Regions from separate parts of the Sus scrofa genome. Here regions 1, 2, 4, 5 and 6 are each linked to region 3. Evidence: chromatin contacts called from public Hi-C, HiChIP or PLAC-seq and promoter capture Hi-C data. All regions are on one chromosome and are shown on one strand. Each heading gives the region's core, a stretch centred on a gene start, on an enhancer-like site or on the middle of the called end of the contact. The rest is flanking DNA. Distances are from core to core; before and after follow the strand shown. Region 1 holds the start of TMEM201 (transmembrane protein 201). Region 2 has its middle 69 kb from the start of SLC25A33. Region 3 holds the start of SPSB1 (SPRY domain-containing SOCS box protein 1). Region 4 holds the start of GPR157 (G-protein coupled receptor 157). Region 5 holds the start of SLC25A33 (solute carrier family 25 member 33). Region 6 overlaps LOC110261093 (a long non-coding RNA gene).

Region 1 (4,027 bases), core at 81-2,580, 250 kb after region 3:
CTGATAAAAAACCCATCGCTCACTAGGACAGTAAGGACTCTAATGTTGACCTCAAAAAGCATGAAGTGTGGGAACGCTGAGAAGTACATTGTAATTAAATACGAACATTTCCAACTCGCTTTTTTTTTTTTTTTTTTTTTTTAATGAGGTTAGCACAGAGTTCCTTCTTGTGGCTCAGCGGAAACGAATCCGACTGGTATCTAAGAGGATGCTGGTTCACTCCCTGGCCTCACTCAGTGGGTTGAGGATCCGGTGTTGCTGTGAGCTGTGGTGTGGGTCACAGACATGGCTCTGATCTGGTGTGGCCATGGCCATGGTGTAGGCTGGCAGCTGCAGCTCGGATTCGACCCCTTGCCTGAGAACCCCCATATGCTGCAAGTGTGGCCCTCAAAAGACAAAAGTAATTTAGTGCAAACCAATAATACTAAAACTCTTGGATAATCTTCCTGCTCTTCTGAGGTAACTGTTTGCTGTTCAGTATTATCTATTCCTACAAACATAAATTATAGGAGTTTATTCAAACTTAGATATAAATATTAATGTGCAAATCACTTTGTTATGAAACTATTTCACCCCTCTAGGCCAGTCCCTGTAGCCCTGACATTCTAATAGTTGGATTTATGTTCTGAAGCATGGCTGTCCTGTGGTATATTCAACCTCCTCCTTATTGGTGGGGATTGGTGGTGTGCAGGGAGGGTTCGTGTTTCTACGAACTGATTGATTGATTGATTGATTGATTTTTGGTGCGGCATATGGACGTTCCCAGGCTAGGGGTCCAATCGGAGCTGCAGCTGCCAGCCTACACCACAGCCACAGCAACGCTGGATCCGAGCCGTGTCTGCGACCTACACCACAGCACAAAGCAATCCTGGGTCCTTAACCCACTAAGCGAGGCTAAGGATCGAACCCGCATCCTCATGGATCCTAGCTGGGTTGGTTAACGGCTGAGCCACAAAGGGAACTCCTACAAACTTATTTGGAGTGGCTTCAGGGGAAGTGGCTTAAGAAGCTCCAACCTGCTGCAACTGGTCGGCTTGTCTAGGTGTTGGGAAGCCTGGACTAGCGGTGGAGGGAGAAGAGGGGAAGACTAGTTACGATCTGGCAAGTAACTGGAGATGCTGAAGTTAGCCGACTTTGGGCAAGGCGCCGGGCGAGTGCGGAGGAAGCGGTGGAGGGCGGACGGGGCTCCACGCAGCCTCCCACCTCCTGCCGCCGGGGGGCGCACTCCGAGCGGCACAGCCACTTCCGCCGGCGCCCCGCCCACCAGGCTCGCCCGGCGCTTCGATTGGCTTGCGCAGCGGGAGCGCGCCGAGTCAGGGGGCGGGCCCGCGCCGGCTACAAAGCGGCGAAGGTCACGGCGCGGGGAGGCGCGCGCCGCCGCTCCGCGTCCCGCCTGCGTCCCTCGGCTCTGCCGCCACCGCCTCCCGACGCTGCCCGCCGCCGCCCACCGCCTGCGCGAGGAGCCATGGAGGGAGTGAGCGCGCTGCTGGCCCGCTGCCCCACGGCCGGCCTGGCCGGCGGCCTGGGGGTCACGGCGTGCGCCGCCGCCGGCGTGCTGCTCTACCGGATCGCGCGGAGGTGAGTGCGCGCGGCCCACGCGGCCTCGGCCCGCGCCCGCGGCCCTCCCGCCCCGGCGCTCCGGAGCCTCCCTCTCCGTGCGCGCCGGGGCCGCGGTGTGGCGTGGGGCCCGTGTGTGCCGCGCTGAGCCCCGTCGTGCACGCCCCCGCCTCAGAAAAGAAGAGCGGGCTGCGAATCCTCGGTCGGGAAGCGGCTGAGGATCGGGTTGAGGGTCCCCAGGAATGTGGGGCGGGCGGCAACAGCCAGCGCGTGGGCTATGAACTTCCTTCCCCCGCGGAGACCTGTGATGGCCGAGCCGCAGGGTCTTCAGGGCCCCCAGACCCTGAGGGAGAGCCGAGCGGGGCTCGGGCCGCTCTCTTTTCCGACTCAGCCCCCATCCCTGGTCCTCAGGAGCACGTTGGAGTAGCGTGATCCCAGCCAGCAGTTTCTGGTCTGTATACGCTGTCTCAGGCGTCCTTCTAATCTCACATTAGCTCATTTCAGAGGCACAACCCCTGCCTTCCCTAGAGAAGCGGAGGGACAAAAGAGCTACATAAATTGTTATTAATCAGAGGAGTAAGGGTGTGAGCTGAAGCATCCTTGCCATGGAGCCTGCATCCCTAACCCCTTGGCCCTACTGCCTCCAAGAGCAGAAAACCTGACATACTTCAGAGGTGTTTAAAACTGGGCCGGGTTGCTGCTGGGGTTCAGTGGGTGTCCCCTGCCCTGGCCCAGGCTTAAAGATACGCTGATCGCCCCCTCCCCCCATACGAAGAGCTGGCTTCTTGCTCCAGCAAGGCCTCAGGGGCAGCCCCACTGTGTCCTCATTTGATCCACCTTCCCAGGGAACAAGGAAAAAGAGGGGGTTGTGAGAACATTCTGGGGACAGAATGAGTGGGTTTGTAGAATCAGCAAGGGAGGTGGGAAGCTCAGCTCTTTCGGTGGGAGAGAGGAAGGAACTTGCCCACGGCCACCCAGCAGCGAGTCAGGGAGCTGGGAGCTGGCATTGGAACCCAGAGGGTTGGTCTGTTCTTCCTTAGGCAGCACCGTACGCTGCTTCTCACCCAGGGGAAGAGAAGTGAGGGCGACTGAGTCACAGGCTTCCTGGAGGAGGAAGGGGTGGGAGGGATGTCAGCTATCTGCAGGATGAGCCAGACTGGCAGGCTGAGGAGGGGGTGGCCTCAGGGGGTCCCTGACAAGCCACATCTCTACGTGTCCCAGCTTCTGCCCAATTCTTGGAAGCTGGAGGGGTGGCAGAACCAGCTGGTTCAAACCAGTCGCTTGATACACGAGGGAACTGAGGCGCAGCAGTGCCCGCTGCTTGCTTAGATTCCCAGAGCATGTTGACAGCAGAACTGCGTCCAGTGTCTGGTTTCTCCCTCACACTGCAGCCTTCCAGTTAACCCAGGGTCGGGAGAGGTCCGTCCAGGGCTGGGAGCCTGGGCTGGCATTGTTGCCAAGCCTGGCAGCCCTACTTGGGTTGGCGTGGCCCGGTTAGGACCAGGTTTGCTCACTGTGCCTCGAGCTCTGTCTTGTGTAGCAGCATTCCCAGGGGTCCTGGCTGCCAGCCCCAGCTTTCCCGCTGCTGCAGACAGGCATCTGGGCCTGGGTGCAGTGTTGGGTGAGCTGGTTTGAAGGTGTGCTGGGAGGATACCAGTGGTGTGGCACTGGTACAGTTGTGGTGTGGCATTGGGACCTGTTGAGAAGGACCAACCTTTCCCAGGAGGCTCCGTGATCCTCCCAGAGCACTGGCTTTTGTCTGGGGATCATAAATTGGCCACTGTCACCATTCAGAAGCAAGACCAACCCCGCAGATGGAACCCTCTCCCTCTCAGGGTGGAATAGTGACAGCGAGGAACGTTGGCTTTGGCGCAGTGCAGGTTTTGAATGACCCTCGGGAGGGCATGTGAGGAGAGTTGTTTTTGGAAATGGACTTGGCCGAGTGGGTGTTTACGTGCTCAGCACGGAGATGGAGGGACGCGGACGGAGGACTGGCTGCAAAGCGCTTCTCAAGGGCAGAGCCGACCTGGTTTCCCACCTGCGGAGTCCTCTTGACCGGGCCACCTGTGACCTGGCGGGCAGGTGCGGTGCTGTTGTCCCCATTCTACAGAAGAGGAAACAGGTGTGGAGAGATCCTTTCCTGCCCAGTGACACCCAGCTGTTCAGTGGCAGAGTCTTGCCTCCCTCCAGCCCTTCTGCTCCAAACCAGGCCCCATGCTCTGGGTCCTTGCTGCCTTGGCGGCTGCCCTGCACCACAGGAGGCTGGGTGGAAGCCCAGGTTCCACATCCCTGGCCCACTTGCCCTGTACCCAGGCAGCCTACCCTGCCCAGACTCCCACCCCTGGACTTGGTATCATCATGTCCGTCTCCTGCCAGCACATCCCTGCGCAGGACCTCGGGGACCTCCCGCGCCCCAGAGGCATTTGGAGAGGAGTGGCTGCAGCCTCCGGGCGGGAGCAGAGCCTGGCAT
Region 2 (3,747 bases), core at 240-2,739, 140 kb after region 3:
CAAGAAAGAAAAACGTCTTGGTACAGTTTCTTGGCATAGCAGCTGCACCTGAGATTAATAGGTCTGGGAGTTCCTGTGGTGGTACAGTGGAAACAAATCCGACTAGGAACCATGAGGTTGCAGGTTGGATCCCTGGCCTTGCTCAGTGGGTTAAGGATCCAGCGTTGCTGTGAGCTGTGATGTAGGTCACAGACGAGGCTCGGATCTGGTGTTGCTGTGGCTCTGGTGTAGGCCGATAGCAACAGCTCCGATTAGACCCCTAGCCTGGGAACCTCCACATGCTGCGGGTGTGGCTCTTTAAAAAAAAAAAAAAAAAGCGGAAAAAAAAATTCATGAACTAGATTAACAGGTCTGTAAACAGGCCCTTTTTATTTTTTAATTTTTTAATTTTTTTTTTGTCTTTTGTCCTTTTCTTAGGGCCACTCTCAAGGGCATATGGAGATTCCCAGGCTAGGGGTCTAATCAGAGCTATAGCTGCCGGCCTACACCAGAGCCACAGCAACCTGGGACCCGAGCTGCGTCTGTGACCTACACCACAGCTCATGGCTATGCCGGATCCTTAACCCACTGAGCGAGGCCAGGGATCGAACCCGCAACCTCTTGGTTCGTCGTCAGATTCTTTTCCGCTGCACCATGAAGGGAACTCTGGTTGAGACCCCGCCTCCTTTTCTTTTTTCTTTCTGCTTCTTTTTTTTTTTTTTTTTTTGTCTTTTTAGGGCCACACCCGCAGTTTATGGAGGTTCCCAGGCTAGGGGTCCAATCAGAGCTACAGCTGCTGGCCTACACCACAGCCACAGCAACACCAGATCGGAGCCTCATCCGTGACCTACAGCACAGCTCATGGCAACACGAGGTCCTTAACCCATTGAGTGAGGTCAGGGATTGAACCTGCATCCTCATGGATGCTCGTCACATTTGTTAACCGCTGAGCCACGACGGAAACTCCTAAACAGGCTCTTTTTAGAGAAAGGCTCCCTTTTGTCAGATCCTTCTTTTTTTCTTTTTTTTTTTTTTTTTTTTTTTTTTGCCACCCCCGAGGCATGTGGAAGTTCCCAGGTCCAGGAACTGAATCCGAGCCACAGCAGTGAAACACTGATCCTTTAGCCTGCTGCGCCACAAGGGAACTCCCCATCAGATCTACTTCTTTCGGGTTGTTTTACCACTAAAGATCCCAAATGGGGTTGATGCTGTACTTGGAAAAGAGGGAAATTATTTCTGAGTCATAAAACAGAATGGAAACGAAGAAGGGAACGCCATTTGTTGTCGGTTGCTCAATACAAAAGCTGGTTATTTGATCAAAGATCTCATCAGGTGAGCCGAGTTTTCTCCCATAAAACCACTGGGCTCCCCCGTGGGCAAGTGTGATGCCTGTGAGTAGCTGGCAAAGTGGTGGCTTTGAGAATCTGGAAGGCACCCCGACCCTGTTTCCTGAGCCTCTGAAACCTGGAAGCAAGACCAGGGAGCAGTAAAGGAGTGTGGCGCCCTCTGGCGAGGGCAGATCCCCACGTCCCTCCCAAGCGCCCAGCTTCGACGCCTCCACCTTCAGTCGCCCAGCGTCTTCCCACCTTTGTGCAGATCCCAAGAGGAGCAGCTTTGCTCGTGTCCCTTCGAGGGCTGCATCCTTGATCGGGCAAGGGGAGGTTGATGCAGTTCAGTCTTGGAGGTCCTAATTGAGATTTTGGCCAAGTGCGGGGCGAGGGGGTGTTTATCCCAGGGAAGATGCATAGGGCATTGAAGGGCTGAGATCAGGGAGAGGCAGACGGCCAGGGGGTCCCTTGGGGTCCCAGATGCTGCCCACCGGTCCTAGGGAAGGAAGCCATAACCAGCCAGCATCACTGCTGTGGCCCCAGATATGATGACAGAAATTCCCAGGGAAGATTAAAAACACATGCCACGTGCTTGTAAAAAGTTCTGGTCTCAGAACAATCCAACATCAGTGCCCATCTTCTGGGTCAAGTGGAAACGGCCGTGAAAGGCCAAAGATGGATCCCGGGCTTTCCAGGCCCCAGCTTGAAGCGGAGAGGAAGTTATGGGGAGGGAGCTCTGGATGCAGCCCCAGTGCTGCCACAATCTCTCCAGGCTTCAATTTTCACGCCCGATGTTTCCAGTCCTGGACCCAGATTCCATCCAGGGGCGGATGCTTTGATTCCCATAAAAGAACACATGTGGCTGTGCACGCAGCGTCAATAAGGGGCTCTGGGCTTGAACCCCAGTCACTGGGGATCCAACAGGAATTTCTCTCTCCGCCATATGTGTTATTCAGGAGCTGGGATCCTTCCAAGCATTCTGTTATTCCTCTCAGGGATCTGCCACCGACGGTTTTGGAATCAGGCGAGAGGGACTTCCGCGCACAGACACCTGGAGGAGGCTGGCGCCCATCTCCTGCGAGGGCCGGGAGGTCCCTGAGGCCAGGCTCTCGAAGGCCCATCAGGGACCCTGAGATAGAAATGTAGACGATTCCTTCCCGGCATCATCAACCCCACTGGAGAAGACCTGCAGGTTGCAGGTACTCTCTGACCTTAAATGCTATTTTTTTAATGGCTGCACCCATGGCGTATGGAAGTTCTTCAGCCAGGGATTGAATCCCAGCCGAAGCTGCAGCAATGCCGGATCCTTTAACCACTGTGCCAGGGCCAGGAATCAAACTCACGCCTCCAGCTGCTGCAGTCAGGTTCTTAACCCACTGTGCCACAGCGGCAACTCCAATATGCCAAATTTGGGATAGATTTCTTTTTTTCTGGAAATGCAAGAACATCAATGACCAAACATGAAAACATGCTTAATTTTCACTGAAGCAGGAAAATAAGAGCTTTTTTTTTTTTTTTTTTTTTTTTTGTCTTTTGTCTTTTTAGGGCCTCACCCACGGCATATGGAAGTTCCCAGGCTAGGAGTCCAGTCAGAGCTGTACCTGCCGGCCACAGCCACAGCCACAGCAACGTGGGATCCAAGCCGAATCTGCAGCCTACACCACAGCTCACCGCAACACCAGATCCTTAACCTGCTGAGCAAGGCCAGGGATCGAACATGCGTCTTCATGGATACCAATCGCGTTTGTTAACCACTGAGCCACAACAGGAACTCCTCACTTATTTCTTATTCTTGCTTTTGTGGCATATACATTTTTTTCTATTGAGATGTAATTCACACACAGAACAGTTCGCCCTTTGAAAGTTACACCAGGCAGTGGGTTTTCGTATATTTGCTGATTCGTGTAACCAACCCTACAAACCATTTCAAAACATTTTTGTCCCCCCAAAAAGAAAAACCTGCACTCTTTAGCCATCATCTGCTACTCTTTCCACGCCCTGGAGCCCTAGGCAGCCACTAATCTACACTCCGTCTCTAGGAATTTGCTTGTTTTGGATACCTCATGGAAATGGACTCATACAATAGGCTGTATTTTGTAACTTGCTCCTTGATGTTTCAAAATTCATCCCTGCTGTAGCACACATGGTTACTTCATTTCCTTTTAGGCGTAAGTCACTTTTCATTGCGTGGAGATATCGCATTGTGTTTCTCCATTCGCCAGTTGATGGTCATTTGCCTCGTTTCCACGCTTTGGCTATTATGCGTAGCGCAGGAGATGAACATTTGCAAACATGATTACACGAAGGTTTTGATTTCTCTTGGGTAGATACCAAAGAGGGAAAGTGCTGGATTATATGGAAACTCTATGTTTAACCTTTCCAGGAACTGCCAGACTGTTTCCACCCCCGTTCCCTTGTTGTCTAAGTATTGGTCGGTCAT
Region 3 (4,255 bases), core at 503-3,002:
CAGTGGGTTAAGGAGCCGGCGTTGCCGTGAGCTGTGGTGTAGGCCGGTGGCTACAGCTCTGATTAGACCTCTATCCTGGGAACCTCCATGTGTGGCCCTAGAATAGACAAAACAAGGACAACCACAACAAAGCCAAGCCAGGGAGAGGCAGGTGGCAGGGGGTAAGTGATGGGCTCATGCAGGGACCTCTGATTGGCTGATGGTAAGGTAACAGGGCGGAGTCACAGAGAGGAATGTGATCAACCCTCAGGCTCCAGGAGGCTTGGGGACCTTTGTGCTCACAATCACCTCCTCCCTCTGCTGAGGGCGATTTTCACCTCTCAAGAACTCTGCATCAGATACTGTTATCTAGGTACTTCAGAGAGGAGCCAAAGCAGAGTCTCTGGGGGAAGGAGCTGTCCCAGGAAGGCCCGGCAGGGGCTCAGCAGCGGCCCCCCTGCCGGGCTGGGGTTCAATATCCTAGACAACTCAAACCGGGGGAGTTCACCTGAGTCCAGAACGCAGACCCATCTTGCCCGTGAGCCTCAGTAATTTTTAAATCCAAAACAAAAGTGATTTTCAGCCCAGTGAGGTAAGAAGACCAAAACAAACGTTGGGATTTCAGAGTCTAGCTGGGCTCCACGCTCTGCTACAGCGGGACCTTTGGCCAGTAACTGCTGCCTCACCTTTACAACTGCCCTTAGAGAGTGATGGTAAGGATGAAATAACTTCTCCACTAATGTTTTCATTTGTTTGTTTTTGTTTTTTGTCTTTTTATGGCCACCCATGCTGCCTATGGAAGTTCCCAGGTTAGGGATCAGATGGGAGCCGTAGACGCTGGCCTAAGCCACAGCCACAGCAATGCGGGATCTGAGCTGCACCCCCTACCTATGGCACAGCTTGCAGCACCGCTGGATCCTTAACCCAATGAGAGAGGCCAGGGATCGAACCTGCATCCTCATGGATGCTAGCTGGGTTCTTAACCTGCTGAACCACAGTGGGAACTCCCTCCAATAATGTTAATTCCCCATTCCCTGCAGTGGACAGGACACACAAGGGGTGGAAGAATGTAAAGAGGTTTTTATCTTTAAAACGTTTTTTCTTTAAAATCGTCCCAGTTCTAGGGTGCAAGTGACTGTTCTGTTGGGGGCGGGGGAGGAAAAGCCCTTTGATGAGCTAGAGCCACAGGACACTTATCTGGAGACGTCTTGGTGGAGGGGGGTGGGGGATGGATACCTTCCCCTTAATCGCTCATTCATTCATTCATTCTCTCATTCAACAAACATTCCTGGAGCAGACCGCCTCCAGCTTCGTGCCCAGAGCCGAGGACGAGCTGCGGGTGTAGAGGTGCCAGGATCCCAAGGGTCTGGGCGTCCCAAGCCCAGTGTCCCTGTGGGTACCAAGACGGAAATGCATGGTGGGGGCAGGGGGTGGCTCGGACAGGGCGGGGAGTCCTTGGATTCTCTGCCGGCCCACGAACTCCTCTCCTGTGTCCTAAAATTACGGAACTCCAAACTGCTGGGAATTTCAGATGAGGCAAGCAAGGCCTTGCTCCAGAGGTTACCGAAACAACCCCGACCCTCCCAAGAGAATTGAAAAATTATTATTAGTAAGCCCCCCGCCTCCACTCGGGGCGGCACGGCCGCGGCCCTCCTGGTGTTGCAACTCGGGCTCTTGCCCAGCGGGGGCTGCCCAGCGTTTCCCAAAGACGTCTGCGGAGGGACCACAGCTCCGGCGCTGCCTGGCGCGGCCGCTCAGCTTCGGCCCCGAGCGCGCGGATGGCCTGGGGGTAGGGAGGCTGCCCGGGCGGAGGAGGGGCGGGAGCGGGGGCGGTGGAGCCATCGCCGGGCACGTGACCCGCAGTCCGCCCGGCGCCCCGCTGCCGCCCCTGCCAAGCACAGAGCCCGGAGCTGCCGCTGGAGCCCGAGCAGGGGGCGGGGCGGCCCGGAGCAGGGGGCGGGGCGGGGGCGGGGCGGCCCCGCCCCGGCGCTTTTTTTTTTTTTTTTTCCACTTTAAAGGCTTCGGTTGCTTTTTCTTTTTTGCACAGAAGTCGCGCTCGGGCAGCCTGCGCGCGCTCGCAGCAGGAACCAGGTTCCAAGCGCTGGCGCCCGGGCCGCGGGAAGGAGGCGACTTCCCTCCCGGCGGCGGGAGCCTCCTCGGCCCCGGAGAGCTGGCGGCGGCGGCGGCCTCCTCGGAGCGGTAGGCAGGCCCGGGCACGGGGACTGGGTGGGTCGGGGTTCGGCCGAATGCGCGCGGGATCTGCAAGCGGACTTGGGGATCGAGCGGGCACTGGAGACAGGGTAGGGTCCCGGCTGGGGACCAGGTGGGGTGCGCGGGGAGCCCTTCTTTCGCCGTGGGTGCCGGGAGGGGGGTCGAGGCGCCGCCCAGCACCGCTCCCGCCGCTGCAGGCACGGACAGGTCGCACGGCCCCCAGTCCCACCTGCGGGGGCGAGACGGGGCGCGAGTCCCGGCGGCCCCGGCGACCGTCGCCCCCGGGGTTGAGTTTCGGAGGTTGCAGACTCAGAAAGGGGGCCCGGGACGCGCGGCGGCCCCCTCCGACCTCTGGGTGCGGGGACGCCCTGGGGCCTCCGGTCCCGCGACCATCCTTGCGGCCGAGGCGGGGGCGCCGACTGGCCCTTCCGCACGGGGGCAGCGCGACCCCGCGCCACGAAGTTACTTTCGTTTTTCCCGCCCGCCCGGACCCGGGTCTGCAGCGCGGCCCGAAGGGCCCCCTCGGGGCTCCCCAGCTCTGCCCGCGGCGCCTCCCCCGGGAAGCCCGCCGGGCAACACCCCGGGCGGCGCCGCCCTCCCCGCCGCCCCGGAGCCGCCGCGGCTTCTCCCGGCAACCCAGGGGGAGCCGAGTGCGCTGTCAGGAAATAAGATTAAAACAGAAAAAGCAGAGCAGCCTGGGTCTGTCGGCGGTAACTGTCCTGTTCAAGTTCAAGGCAAAAGCTCCTGGGAACGTTAAGGGTGGTCCGGGGGCCTTGGTCTGTAGGGAGAGACTGCAGTTGGTGTGGGTTGAGTGTGGGGTGTGCTGGTGCCTGTACGTGAGGGGGCTGTGTGTGTCTGCGAGTCCATCTCTGTGTGTGTGCGTGAATACGTGTGACAGTGTATGTGAATATGTCTGAGGGCTTCCGTGTGTCTGTGCAATTGTCTGTGTGTCTCTGAGTGCACGTGTGTGTCTTTGTGTGAGTTAGTGTGCATTTCTGAATGCATCTGTGTGTGAGTCTCCGTGAGAGGAGAGAGAGAGTGAGTGTGTGTGTGTGTGTGTGTGTGTACGGTCCATGGTAACCTGGCACGGGGGCCGCTGGCTCCTGAGATCTGCTTAACTTGGCTCCTGAGCTGCTTAACTGGACTTGCCTCCCTTGGTTCTGAAAAGAGGGCTGCGCTGGCCCCCGAGACAGGGGACCAGGGAAGCTCTGCTGGTACCAGCTGAGGAGGGCGCAGGCTCCTCCCTCCCTCTCTTTTTCTCTGAAAATGAACTGTTCGGTTTGGGGGTGAGTTGGCAGGGGCTGCTTCCTGAGTGAGTAATATTTAATTAAATGCTCCAGCCAGTAGCATCAGAAACTGGTCATGAGTTGAGTTTTAACAGGTGTTGCTGGTCAGAATGCCATCTCTGGTGACTAAAGCTTGGTGTCCTTGGAAGAATTCTCTCTCCCCCCCCCCCCCCGCCCCGTGGAACAGTTGCGGGGAGAGGCGGACCCCCTAACCCTGGTTTGGGAGTGAGGAGGGCAGGCAAGGAAGGGGGCGGGGCTGGCGGGGCTGCCCCTCCCTTCTCTGCTGCACCCCTTCCTGACACCTCCCCCCCCAAATGCTGTGGTGGAAAGTGCTAGATGAAGCGTTAGGGGCGGAGGCAGGCTTCTCCCTCACTGAGGAATCACAGAACCAGGGATGCCCTATCTTACTTACATGCAGGGTATCCATCTGGGCCAAGTTTTGCTTTCCCAGCAGAGGCCCAGAGAGCGTGGCGGGCTTACCCAGACTGTACAGCCAGGGGCTGTGGACCGTCTCCAGGGCCCTAGCTGTTGCCATTGGTTACTGTCGCCAGTGCTGAGGTCATGGGCCAGGCACTTCGCACCTCCCCAGCTGTATAGTGATGGGCTGGCTTAGATCATTTTAAACACTCTTCTAGTTCTCTGACGGCCTTGTCTTCTGCAGGAAGCACTTTACCCAGTAGATGGAGAGAGAGACAGAGACGTGGAGGTGGGGATTAGCCTCAGGCAGTAACTTTGCACCCTTCCTTTCCCCAGTCTGCCCCCCTCCCCCCCCCCCCCCC
Region 4 (4,116 bases), core at 734-3,233, 140 kb before region 3:
CATCATCATCATTATTAGGCATGGCATTCAGCAGCTTGATGTGGAACCTCAGTTCCCAGATCAGGGAATGAACCTGGACTGCTGCATTGAAAGTGCCAAATCCTAACCCCTAGACACCAGGGAACTCCCTATATTCAGTATTTTAAAAAAGAAGCGGGGAAAGAGAAGAGGAGCTTGCAAAGAAGGTCTTGGGGCTCTTTCCAAGTACATGTGAGCTCCACGATGCCCACACCTAACCAGCCTGCCAAGCACTGGTTGGTCTCCAAAACAGACGCAGAGATCAGGCGGGACACAGAGGGAGGAAGAGCAGCCCTGTTCTCTGGGGGTCTCTGCGGCACCTGAGGCAGGTCTGAATGCCTGGTTGCACAAACTCCGACTTGAACGGCTGAGAAGCAGGCCTTTGGTTTCCCAAGGACCAGCTGGCCTCCATCCAACAGCTCTGAGACCTGCAGGTCAAGTGACTCTTACAGACTTGTGACCTCACTGTTGTGACACCCAGGTGACCTGTCTCTACCAAAGTGCTGACTGTCCTCAGTCCCTTGGAAAGAACTCAAGTATTCAACAGAGAAGACCTATAATTAGGGCAGCATTTGGTGCTCTTATCTAGAGGAGGGAGAAGAGGCAGGAAGCTCTATAAATTCCTGCCTTGGGTTCAGCACAGGACACCTCCAGATGTTTGAATCCTGAGATTACACCAGGAAGGGGCAACCTTCTCCCATAGGTGAAGGTAACTTGGGCAGACACTTCCGTGGCAGGGCAGGACCAGGCCTTGATTTTCTCTGCTCTCAGAGACTGCAGGCAGCTGGCAGCTCTCCTTCCAGACCAGCCTCTGCCACTGACCCTCAACTTCAGAGCTGCTGAACTCCAGAAAGAAAGTCAAGATCTAGAACCGAGATAATGAGGGATTGGGGCCTGAGGTTTCGAGATGAGCAAAGATAAGAATAAACAGGACTGTTCTTCCTAAATTTTACAGCCGAAGCTCTGCGCACGGCTGGCACAGAGCTGGGTGGAGGGAAGCCTGGGAGTTGCTGAGTGGACCACACTCATGGCCCAGCCTGGTTCCCAGGTGCTGCTCCTCAGCCCCGCCCACAGCAGAGATGGCCAGGATGCAGCTAAGCAGGAGGCCAAGGGCCCAGCTGAGGTGCTTCCAAGTTACCAGAAGTGCTCTGAGGGCCAGCTCTGGGCCCCTGCCCTCCAGGGGCTGCTCTGAGGCGCTTACCTCATTGGGAGGCTCAAGCTGGGGCCACCTCAAAGGGGTACCCCTGGCGGCGATGTTCAGAACAAGCTCATCTTCTCGGCAAGCCTAGCATCACTCCGCTGGCCCCGAGCTGCCCCGGGGCAGGAGCAGACACCAGACCCTGCCAGCCGGGGGCCTGGCCAGGGGTCCGACCAAGAAGCGGGGACCAGAGGGGGGCGAGAGTCACAGGGGCAGCAGAAAAGGCCCAGGAGGGTGTCAGGGGACCAGAGGGAAAGCTGCGACCGCCGCTGCCACCCACCTGACGATGTGGAAAGCCCAGAACAGGCGACTGGCCCCCTGCCCACGTACAGTGCGGACGATGCTGAGATACAGGTAGAGGGCGATGGCCACCGTCCAGAAGAAGGAGCTGGTGTTGGCGAAGGTGGACAGCGCGCCCTGAAGCACGCAGTCCCAGGAGGGGCCCTCGAAGTCCCGCAGCACCCCGTAGAAGTAGGAGGTGGCCGAGAGCAGGTCAGCCAGCGACAGGAAGAGCAGTAGGCGCCGCGCCCTGCTGCGCAGGTCGGGCCACAGGGCGTGCGTGGCCACCAGCAGGCCCGAGCCGAGCGCGGACAGCACGCACGAGAGCAACACCACGATGCGCTCCGACGGCATCAGCTCGGTGGGCGGCGCGGGAGGAGACATGGCCGGGCGCGGAGCGGGCCGGGGCGCCGCCAGGACAGAGGCCCGGCCCCGCGTCCGGCAGACGCCGTCTGGGCACCGACCCACGAGCCGCTAGCGCCCCAGCGCCCGCCCCGCCCGAGTCCCTGCCCCTCCCGGCCCTCCCGGCCCACCCTGGGCCCCGCGCCCGCGCCCCGCCCCGCCCCTGCTCCTAGGCCCCGCCCCGCCCCTGCTCCCAGGCCCCGCCCCCGCCCCACGCCACGCCCCCGCGCCCTCCGCGCTCCACCCGGTGGCGCCCAAGTCCGCCCCGCCCTCGCGCCCCACCCCCGCCCTCGAACCACGCCCCTGCGTGTCCACGCTCCACCCCGTGGCCCCCACGTCCCGACTGTGGCCCCGCGCGGGGCTCTGAGCCTTTCCCTGCCCAGCGCCCCAGACCCCAGGCAAACCCCCAGCTCCCCAGCACCATCCCTAAGCCCCGCCCCTGCCCCCCGGTTCCTTTCATGCCCGTGGTCCATTCCTCAGCGCTGCACTACCCCCCCTCCCCACAGAGCCTCTGGCTCTGGCCAGACAGCTAGGACGTCCAGTTCTGGGGAGGGATGGACTGGCATTTTTAGGGCTAATATTACCTTCTTTCGTTAGAGCCAGGCTCTGTGTGTGTGTGTGTGTACACAAGTTTGTGCAACCATCATCTTTATCTAATTCCACGTGTTCATTCCCTCGAAAAGAAACACAGTAGTGTCAAGGGGTGATGGGTCCAAAATGGAATCACTTGTGCTAAGCTCACATCACCAAACCGAAATTTAATACTTAATGTAATTGTAGTTTCAACCTCTCCCAGGAATGTAACCTTAACCAGTCAATCTGGAATTTCCTGCTCAGCACTAGTGAAGCAACCCATCAGAGAGACCCCTGCCATGTGCCTAAAGAAGGGAGTCTTGCCTGAAATAATCAGCTCTTTGCTAGAATCCGTCCCTTGTCCCATCTCTTGTCTATGAAACCCTTCCACTTCGTACAGCCCTTCAGAGTGATGCTGCATGATTCATGATTGGTGAATAAAGCCAATAAGATCTTTAGGATTCACTCAGTTGAATTTCATATTTTACCTGTAGTCATTCTGCATCGCTCTCTCCCCTCCAGTTCCTGGCAACTACTAATCCAACTTCTGTGGATTTACCTTTCTGGAAATTTCACAGAGATGGGATCAAATAATAGGTGGTCTTTTGTGACTGGCTTCTTTCACTTTGTCTTCAAGTTTCATCCACATTATAGCATGTACAGGGCTTCATTCCTTTTTGTGGCTGAGTAATGTTCCATTGTACAGATATCCCACATTTGTTTTTCCGCCTATTAATTGATAACCACATTTGGCTATTATAAATAAAATTGCTATGAATGTTCATATACTTTTTTTTTTTTTTTTTTTTTGTCTTTTTAAGGCTAAACCTGAGGCATATAGAAGTTCCTGGGCTAGGGGTTGAATCAGAGCTACCATTGGTGGCCTACACTACAGCCACAGCATCACAGGATCTGAGCCTTGTCTGCGACCTACACCACAGCTCGCAGCAACACCGGATCCTTAACCCACTGAGAGAGGCCAGGGATCAAACCCGCATCCTCATGGATACTAGTTGGGTTCGTTACTGCTGACTCATGATGGGAACTCCTCATATCCAAGTTTTTGTGTGGACATAGATTTTCAGTTCTCTTGGGTGCATACCCAGGAGTAGAATTGCTGGGTCATATGGTTACTCCATTTTTAACTTTTTTGAGGAACTGCCAGACTGTTTCCCAAAGTGGCTGCACCGCTTTATATTCCTGCAGCTCTAACTTCTCCACATTCTAACACTTTTGATTATCTGCTTTTGGATTCTACTAGTGTGAAGTGGTGTTTCATTGTGGTTTTGATTTACATTTCTCTAACAGTGATGTAAATAATTTCATAAGCTTATTGTTCATTTGCATACCCTCTTTAGAGAAATGTGTGTTAGGATCTCTTGCCTATTATTTATTTATTTATTAGCTTGCTTTTTAGGGCCACACCTGTGGCCTATGGAAGTTCACAGCTAAGGGCTGAATCAGAGCTGTAGATGCCAGCCTACACCACAGCCATAGTCACGTGGGATCTGACCTCATCTCTAACCTACACCACAGCTCACAGCAACGCTGGATCCTTAAGCCTTAATTGAGCGACGCCAGGGATCGAACCTGCATCCTCATGGATCCTAGTCGGGTTTGTTTCCACCGAGCCACAATGGGAACTC
Region 5 (4,109 bases), core at 664-3,163, 210 kb after region 3:
GAAAGATCCAGGAAATATGAAGACACATCTTTCTTTTCTCCTGCCTGCTTACTTTCCTTCCTTCCTTCTTTTTCCCCATATGTGGACCATTAGTGTGGCTTTCCCCCTTCCTAGGGGGAGTAATGGCTTTAATATACAGTATTTGTATCTTGGATGACTGCTCCTAAGAGTTGTTTTTAAAGAGTCCCAGCAATCAAATGCCTGGCTCCTGTGTTTGCACATAATTTCCTTTCTGCTCAAGCTCTCCTTGTGTTTACACACTGGACATCTAGCAGCTTGCTCTGGTCAAGGTGCTGCTTTTAGCAGCTCTGGGAGATTGAAAACAAAGTGTTGATATATTCTGTACCTGGTGCCTCTGGAGGGGGATGAGAACAGAGGACAAGGAACTAAAGGCACGAAGGGGTGGTCTGTGACACCAGGTAGATTTTTGCTGTAAGAGACACAGAGGCTTGAAACCAGTAGCAGCAGTGAAAGAAACATGGAGAGGGAGATGGCTTTGGGGGAATTCAAAGAGACAGAAGTGCCAGGTGGGCTGGGGGCGGGGGGAAGTGGGGGGGAGAGAGAGAGCGCTAGGGAGAGAGAGAGAGGGAGAGAGAGGGAGGGAGGGAGAGAAGTCCAAAGTAAGGAGAAAGTTTCTGGTATTGGGAGCTATGCAGACGGTTGAGTCACCATTCTCCAGAACAGGAAATGCAAGAAACAGACAGATTTGGGGGAGGGGAAGAATGAAGTGATGAATTCTGTTCAGGAATTAGTTTCTTGATCATTATTAGTGGCAGGTACCTTGTCAGAAAACACCATGAACAAAAAGACACAAGGTCCCTGCACTCCGAGGCTTACACTCCAGGGGCAGGACAATTTACACAAATAAAACAACAAAGTAACTGCAGAAGCCTAAGTGAGGAATTTTTTTTTTCGGGGGTCTTTTTAGAGCGGAACCCACAGCATATGGAAATGGAGCCAGGGATGGAACCCGGGTCCTCAAGGGATGCTAGTCCCTTTCGTTACCACTGAGCCACAAGGGGAACATCTCTGTGAGGAAATTAAATAGAATCATGTGTTGCGGGGGAGGGGGAGGGGCGGGCAGGGAAAGCCTGCGTTGGGAGACTTGGAGTTAATGGGTCGCCAGACTGGGTTTGACATTAAAGTAAATAAGCAGCTCTCATATAGAAGCTTGAAGCTCAGAGGTCTGGGCTGGAGATGAACAGAAAAGAGGCCAAAAAGGTATCGCAGCACAGGATGGTATTTCTAGAAAAATCAAAAATACACAAAAACAGAGATCCCATCGTGACTCAGCGGTTAACGAATCTGACTAGCATCCATGACAGAGGTTCAATCCCTTGCCTTGCTCAGTGGGCTAAGGATCTGGTCTTGCGGTGAGCTGTGGTGTAGGTTGCAGACATGGCTCCGATTCCGAGGGGCAGTGGTGTAGGCCGGCAGCTACAGCTCCAATTTGACCTCTCGTCTGGGAACCACTATATGCCCTGGGTGCGGCCCTTAAAAAACAAAAAACAAAAACCTCCAAACACCCAAAGGATACCACCGCTGGTATACTGAGGGTTCAGGCTGTCTGGACCTTGTTTTTCCCCCTAAACTGCGAGATTAGTACACAGATATGAGAGGTCATACATAATCTATATACGTTTTTACACATCCTATGTATCACAAAGTAAACTTGACTGAAAAAAGGAAAAAAGGCCAGGTGGAGGGTCCCGCTAAACTCGACCCAGTGCAGTTTCTGCGCGTTCCAGATCAGGGACAAGGCAGCTTCGGCCGGTTCTCACTCCACGCGCATTGGTCCAGCCCCGCCCCTTCCCGCTGCCCAGTCACCCCGCCCACTTCCGCCTTCCGGCCAATGGGCGCTCGGGATCGGGGCCCACACCCCCACCGCGCACCGCCCCGGGCTCGCGCCGCCGAGTGACGTCACGACCTGGACTCCGCACACGACGCCCGCGCGCCAGGCTCCCGCTTGCTGCCGGGCTCGCGCCGCAGAGGCCGGTGAGGCGCCTGCGGCCACGCGGTGGAGGGTGCAGGCCGACGGTGCCGGTCGTCGGGGCGCGCGCGCCACGCATGGAGGCGGCGCGGGCGGCTGCCTAAGGGCAGTGGGGCCAGTGGAGCGGCTACCTTGCGTATCCGTCGAGCGGCCTCGAGCCCACGGCAGCCGGCGGCGGCGGGCCGCGGAGCCGGCGCGGCCATGGCGACGGGCACTCAACAGAAGGAGAACACGTTGCTTCACCTCTTCGCCGGCGGGTGAGTGTCCCGGTCTGACCCCGCGCCCCCGCCTCTCGTCCTCGGCCCCGCCCTCCCGGTGCCCTCTGTGCTCCGGGTAGGGTTACCTGCCCTCCCCCGGCTGAAACGCTGGCTCTCGAGGAGGAAGTGCCGGCGTCGGGGCAGTGGGGAGGCCCGGTTGCGGGGGGGAAGCTCGGGGCCTGTCCCATCTCCCAGCTGCATCTCGGGAGAGTGATTGTACCCTGCGTCCGTTCCCCTCCCGTGCCCATCCTCCAACCCGAGATGTCTCTAGCTTTTTCTCCTTTTAAACAATTAGTGGCTGCTCTTACGAGTGTTACTCGGGATGGTCCTTCCTGGGCACAGTATACTAATTGCCCTCCTGCCTGTATTCTCCTCCAGGGCCTTTCTCCGAAGGCCCTGGGCAACCTTGTGGATGCTCGGTTTGGCCCGGTAGTTCCTCAGGGTAGCACAGGGGCGAGTTCAGACCGTCGGGAGGGCTGCAGGTGTTGGGTATCTGCAGGGGCCTGGAAAGTGCTGGTGAACCGTGATCCTGGGGTCAGCAGTCTGTGGGAGGACTGATGGGGGAATCTACGGGCAAAGTGAGATCAGGAAGGTGTGTTGAAATGCTTCTCAACTGCTGTGAAATGTCCATCGTCAGAAACAGCGTAATTCTAAGATGCACCCTGTTTTTAAAGCGTTCATTAGTTTGATCTTTATGGCACTTGATGTTTTTCAGTGGAGGAAGCATATTTTTAGGGAGGTTGGATGGTAGGGGGTTAGGAAGGGAGCTGGTGTTTTTGTTTTTTTCGGAAAATAAAAATGAAAATGTTTTGTATTGGTAAATTTTTTTCTTTTAATGGCTTTGGGTTGCTTTGGGTCCTTTTGAAGTCGCCTAAATGTTTGGAGTCTTATTTGAGCGCCTCACAGGCCTGGCACAGCCATTTTTAAGTATAGGGCATTTTACATAAAGTAGGATTTATCCTAGATTTTTATCTTTTTTTTTTTTTTTTTTTTTGGTCTTTTTTCTAGGGCCACTCCCTCGGCATACGGAGGTTCCCAGGCTAGGGGTCTAATTGGAGCTGTAGCTGCCAGCCTATACCACAGCCACAGCAACGTGGGATCCGAGCTGCGTCTGCGACCTACACCACAGCTCACGGCAACGTCGGATCATCTGCCCACTGAGCAAGGGCAGGGATCGAACCCGAAACCTCATGGTTCCTGGTCGGATTCGTTAACCACTGCGCCATGACAGGAACTCCAGATTTTTATCTTGATTTGAGTATTTTAGTTGCAGCTTCCTATTTGCGTTGCTACCCAGATAGGTTCCTTATTACAAGCAAGTAGTGGTTGAGAATTTATCTGCAAAAATAACCATGATGAAAGTGTTCCTGAGCTCTTTGTACTTTTTATTGTAGTTGATTACCCAGTTACTTTTTTTCTTTCTTTTTTTTTGTCTTTTTGCCTTTTCTAGGGCCGCTCCCGCGGCATAAGGAGGTTCCCAGGCTAGGGGTCTAATTGGAGCTGTAGCCTCCAGCCTACACCAGAGCCACAGCAACGCAGGATCCGAGCTCGTCTGCGACTTACACCACAGCTCACAGCAACGCCGGACCCTTAACCCACTGAGCAAGGCCAGGGATCGAACCCACAACCTCTTGGTTCCTAGTCCAGTTCCACTGAGCCAGAACAGAACTCCTGGTTACTTTGTTTCTTCAAAAAATTTGGTTCTTCTTCATGTCTAGGAAGGATTTCTCCTTCATCTCCACCCTATTGTTCCCTCTCCTTTTGCTTTATCTCTCCGTTGATATTTGCTTTTAGAAGGGGTGAGAGGCATTCCTAAATTCAGACAGCATATTAATTTGTCATTCTGGGGAATTTTAAACAAG
Region 6 (3,937 bases), core at 528-3,027, 180 kb after region 3:
AACCTTGTGACAGGTTACAAGTCCCATAGGCTGCCATACCCCCCCACCCCAACAAAATTGACCCAGCAAGTTGTGATGTTCTTCCTGACTCATGCCTCTAATTGGGAGACGCTCAGTGGGACTGCTATCATTTTAAACCAAGTAGATATGGCCAGAAGCCTACAATCCCAACAATTTCCCCAGCTCTTCTCTGCTATTTTGGGGCTCTTCCCATTTGAACTGGAGACCACCCCACCTAGGCAGGTCTGGATCACCCTTCTGTTGACTCTACATCCCTACCTGGTGAAACACAGATGCCAGGGCAGAGCCCCTAGGCCCACACAATGTCTGCAGCTGATCTTTTCAGACTTGCTTCCTCTTACTTTCCCATTCTAATCCCCAGCCCCTTAAACTCTGCTGCAACAGACAATAAATCTCTAGGTAGTGCATTCATCCTATACATATTTACCAAGATCCCCTTTATGCCAGGCCCAAAGCCTGGTTCTGAAATACAAGCCAAACTAGACCCAGGCCCTGCTCTCAGGAGCCTGCAGTGCAGTGGGAAAGAGATGTCAGTAAAAAAAAACCAACACTGTAACATGGGGGGTGGGGTTTCTGTGCCAGAATACGGGTGACACGGGAGTCTTTGGAAGTTCCAGAGTCTTCAGCCTCTCTATTGCTTCTCTTCTACACATCTTTTTAAATGTTCTTCCTGGATTCTTGGCACAGCGAACTCCTATTCATCCTGCAAAATCCAGCTCATATTTTCTCTTTCTCTAAGCCTTTCTTGGTTGTCCTTTATGCCCAGGCAGACTTAACTTTGCCTTCATCTTTCCTTTTGTACCACTTGATGGATGTTCCAAGGCTCACTTTTGGCTCATACTATGTTGGATGTTCCTGACCCCAAGTACCACTCCCTAAAAGAGTGTAGTGCAGGTCCCTATGTGGCCACGATGTCCACCAGGCAGCCTGGGCTTCTTCTTTCAGCTCCAACTGCATCCCCTTAACCCTCTTTCTGGTGCCAGTCTGAAAACTTTCTCCCAGCCCCCTCCTTTCTACTGCAAACTTTTTTTTTTTTTTTTTTTTTGGTCTTTTTGCCTTTTCTAGGGCCACTCCCATGCATATGGAGGTTCCCAGGCTAGGGGTCTAATCGGAGCTGTAGCCTCTGGCCTAGACCACAGCCACAGCAATGCAGAATCAGAGCCACATCTTCAACCTGCACCACAGCTCACGGCAATACCAGATCCTTAACCCATTGAGCAAGGGCAGGGATCAAACCCACAACCTCATGGTTCCTGGTCGGATTCGTTAATCACTGAGCCACGATGGGAAATCCCCTGCAAACACTTTAATCTCTAGCTTTCTACCAGGACTGGCCGATCATCATTTAAAGGATCCTTGAAAGCAGATAGTGGTGCTGGGGCATGAGAGTCCTGGACACGGGGCCACCCTGAAAGGTTGGGCAGGATATGCCCCTGACACATCAGAGGGAGAACCATTCACATCCCGGACATGCCACAAATGGGTACGGTCAGTGCACCAGTTTCCTGACAATCAAGGGTCTTGAGGAAGGGATGCCTTTGACTGATTGTCATGGGACAGTGGCCCTGGGCCTGAGATAGCAGAAGCTGGAGGGTGCCAGCTGCCTTGGGTACTGACTGAGCAACACCGAGGACATTGAGCCCAGCAGTGTCAAGGGAAGGGGTGGGAAAGCAGAGCGGGGCCCCAGATGCGGCCGCAGCCCTATGGTTCCTTCTGTACTGTTCTTTCTATTCCTGGCAGTGACCGTGGCACAGGTGCTGTGGCTGTGGGTGTGGCGAGCCCTGGGCTCAGCCCCAGCTGTGCCTGACCTTGGACCAGTCACCTCATTTCTCAGCCTCCACATCTGTGGGTTTAGGGGAGCAAGGCTACCCACCCCAGGGGCCTTTGGCAGAGCAGAAATTCAACTTTGTGGGTAAATCGCTTAGCCCCAAAAAACCTGGATACCAACAATCATCAAAGACTAATACAGCCATGGGAAGGAGGCCCAGCAGGAGTCCCCGGGCCCTGGGGCTTTCAGGAGCCCACAAAAATGGCTCAATTACTTTACAAAAATCAGAAGAAAATAGAGACTATGTTAATAATAAATATATACCAGCAAATCCAGCCAGAATTATGTTTTTATCTTTATACCAACACGGTTATAAAACACATATTTTACCTTTGCCAGTGGTGACAACCTTCCCATGAGAGCATGCCTCTCTCGGAGTTCCCACTGTGGCACTACGGAATCCTCGGCATCTTAGGAGCACTAGGACGTAGGTTTGATCCCCGGCCCAGCACTGTGGGTTAAGAATCCAGCATTGCCACAGCTGTGGCTTAGGTCCTGACTGCTTGGATCGGATCCCTGGCCCAGGAACTCAGGGCAGCCAAAAAAAAAAAAAAATAGAGAGATAAAAAAAATCACATGACTCTCACAAAGGATCTCCTTCAACGCTCTCCAGAGAAAAGGAAACACAAAAGCAGCACCCGGTACAGAGCCCCAATTCCTATTTCCTGGGTGTGAAATGCCCAGAATGCTATAAAATCAAATGCCGTCTATATACAGCTGCCCCTGCAGCATATGGAGGGTCCCAGGCTAAGCGTCTGATCGGAGCTACAGCTGCCAGCCTACACCACAGTCACAGCAACGCGGGATCCGAGCCGCATCTCCGATCTACACCACAGCTCATGGCAGCACCAGATCCTTAACCCGCTGAGCAAGGCCAGGGATCGAACCCATGTCCTTGTGGAGACTAGCTGGATTCTTTTTTTATTTTATTTTTTTCGTCTATTTGCCATTTCTTGGGCCGCTCCCGTGGCATATGGAGATGGAGATTCCCAGGCTAGGGGTCGAATCAGAGCCGTAGCCACCGGCCTATGCCAGAGCCACAGCAACTTGGGATCCGAGCCGCATCTGCAACCTACACCACAGCTCATGGCAACGCCAGATGCTTAACCCACTAAGCAAGGCCAGGGACTGAACCCACAACCTCATGGTTCCTAGTCGGATTCATTAACCGCTGAGCCACGACGGGAACTCCCTCAAGCAGCATCTTAGCCTTGCACCAACAGTTTCGTGTGTTGTGCTCGCCTGTCCTCTGCCAGCACACAGGAGGAAAAGCAAGGTGAACAGAAGGATGGTCCTTCGGGGGAAGCAGCACTGAAATGCCCTGAATCAAGATGAATGGGAAAGGATCCCAATACACACATTTTGGTTACAAAGAATAAATAAACAAACAAATAAATAAATAATTTTGGGGGGCTGCTCCTGCAGCATGCAAACGTTCCCAGACTGAGGAGGGAACTTGTGCCCCAGCAGTGACCTGAGCCACCATAGTGACAATGTCAGATCCTTAACCGGCTCAGTCACAAGGAAACTCTTATAAGATACCATTTTTAGGGAGTTCCCGTCGTGGCACAGTGGTTAATGATTCCGACTAGGAACCATGAGGTTGCGGGTTTGATCCCCGCCCTTGCTCAGTGGGTTAACGATCCGGCGTTGCCGTGAGCTGTGGTGTAGGTCGCAGACGCGGATCGGATCCTGCGTTGCTGTGGCTCTGGCGTAGGCCGGGGGCTATGGCTCCAATTCGACCCCTAACCTGGGAACGTCCATATGACACGGGAGCGGCCCAAGAAAAGGCAAAAAGACAAAAAAAAAAAAGATACCATTTTTAATATTTTTTCTAATGAAGGAAGGGACCCAGGAACGCAGAAGTTCCCAGGGCCCGTGGAAGCCACCATGCAGCCCCGAGCCCGGCAGTGTCTGTGCTGGACGCCCTTTCTCCAGGGACATGGGTCCACTTTTCAAAAAACAACGAAGCTCTGACATATCCGTCTCTGCAAAGGACACAACTGAGGACAAGTTCTAAGCAGACGCCCTTGGAGGGGGCCCCCCCACCCCCACAGGCCGACTGTGGGTGCCCCCCCGGGGGGTAGT

Evidence for each region. Promoter capture Hi-C pulls out the DNA fragments that hold promoters and counts their contacts. A called contact is a pair of places that touch in the nucleus more often than the background predicts. HiChIP or PLAC-seq counts read pairs in DNA pulled down with a chosen protein or histone mark.
Region 1: a contact with region 3 is called in a promoter capture Hi-C map of liver, with 4 times the contacts expected there. The contact joins the promoter of TMEM201 here to the promoter of SPSB1 in region 3. A contact is called at or near these places in 4 of 5 promoter capture datasets (fetal liver, fetal skeletal muscle, liver and 1 more), 14 of 47 Hi-C or Micro-C datasets (alveolar macrophages, embryonic fibroblasts, fetal liver and 8 more) and 2 of 2 datasets of contacts at active chromatin or transcription factors (alveolar macrophages and skeletal muscle).
Region 2: a contact with region 3 is called in a Hi-C map of alveolar macrophages, with 3 times the contacts expected there. The contact joins the enhancer-like site here to the promoter of SPSB1 in region 3. A contact is called at or near these places in 4 of 5 promoter capture datasets (fetal liver, fetal skeletal muscle, liver and 1 more), 27 of 47 Hi-C or Micro-C datasets (adipose tissue, alveolar macrophages, blood and 14 more) and 2 of 2 datasets of contacts at active chromatin or transcription factors (alveolar macrophages and skeletal muscle).
Region 4: an H3K27ac HiChIP or PLAC-seq map of alveolar macrophages shows a contact between it and region 3. The contact joins the promoter of GPR157 here to the promoter of SPSB1 in region 3. A contact is called at or near these places in 2 of 47 Hi-C or Micro-C datasets (embryonic fibroblasts and epiblast stem cells) and 1 of 2 datasets of contacts at active chromatin or transcription factors (alveolar macrophages).
Region 5: an H3K27ac HiChIP or PLAC-seq map of alveolar macrophages shows a contact between it and region 3. The contact joins the promoter of SLC25A33 here to the promoter of SPSB1 in region 3. A contact is called at or near these places in 1 of 5 promoter capture datasets (fetal liver), 1 of 47 Hi-C or Micro-C datasets (heart right ventricle) and 1 of 2 datasets of contacts at active chromatin or transcription factors (alveolar macrophages).
Region 6: a contact with region 3 is called in a promoter capture Hi-C map of skeletal muscle, with 15 times the contacts expected there. The contact joins the enhancer-like site here to the promoter of SPSB1 in region 3. A contact is called at or near these places in 3 of 5 promoter capture datasets (fetal skeletal muscle, liver and skeletal muscle), 25 of 47 Hi-C or Micro-C datasets (adipose tissue, blood, embryonic fibroblasts and 14 more) and 2 of 2 datasets of contacts at active chromatin or transcription factors (alveolar macrophages and skeletal muscle).

The regions. Positions count from the first base shown.
Region 1 is chr6:69,972,048-69,976,074 of Sscrofa11.1, forward strand. TMEM201 (transmembrane protein 201) reads left to right here and starts at 1,331. Exons shown (of 10, transcript XM_013998955.2): 1 at 1,331-1,578. The coding sequence starts at 1,466.
Region 2 is chr6:69,863,687-69,867,433 of Sscrofa11.1, forward strand. No RefSeq gene overlaps it. Among named protein-coding and RNA genes, the nearest start is that of SLC25A33, 69 kb to the right of the region's middle. Within about 2 kb of position 1,490, at least 8 of the 83 cell types and tissues checked have an H3K27ac peak or open chromatin away from gene starts, as enhancers often do. A contact at or near this core is called in alveolar macrophages, where this site is marked.
Region 3 is chr6:69,718,786-69,723,040 of Sscrofa11.1, forward strand. SPSB1 (SPRY domain-containing SOCS box protein 1) reads left to right here and starts at 1,753. Exons shown (of 5, transcript XR_002344884.1): 1 at 1,753-1,768; 2 at 2,027-2,178.
Region 4 is chr6:69,579,673-69,583,788 of Sscrofa11.1, forward strand. GPR157 (G-protein coupled receptor 157) reads right to left here and starts at 1,984. Exons shown (of 4, transcript XM_021095284.1): 1 at 1,493-1,984. The coding sequence starts at 1,879.
Region 5 is chr6:69,932,897-69,937,005 of Sscrofa11.1, forward strand. SLC25A33 (solute carrier family 25 member 33) reads left to right here and starts at 1,914. Exons shown (of 7, transcript XM_003127538.6): 1 at 1,914-2,247. The coding sequence starts at 2,192.
Region 6 is chr6:69,903,299-69,907,235 of Sscrofa11.1, forward strand. The region is part of intron 2 of LOC110261093 (a long non-coding RNA gene); the gene reads right to left. Among named protein-coding and RNA genes, the nearest start is that of SLC25A33, 30 kb to the right of the region's middle. Within about 2 kb of position 1,778, at least 2 of the 83 cell types and tissues checked have an H3K27ac peak or open chromatin away from gene starts, as enhancers often do. A contact at or near this core is called in skeletal muscle, where this site is marked.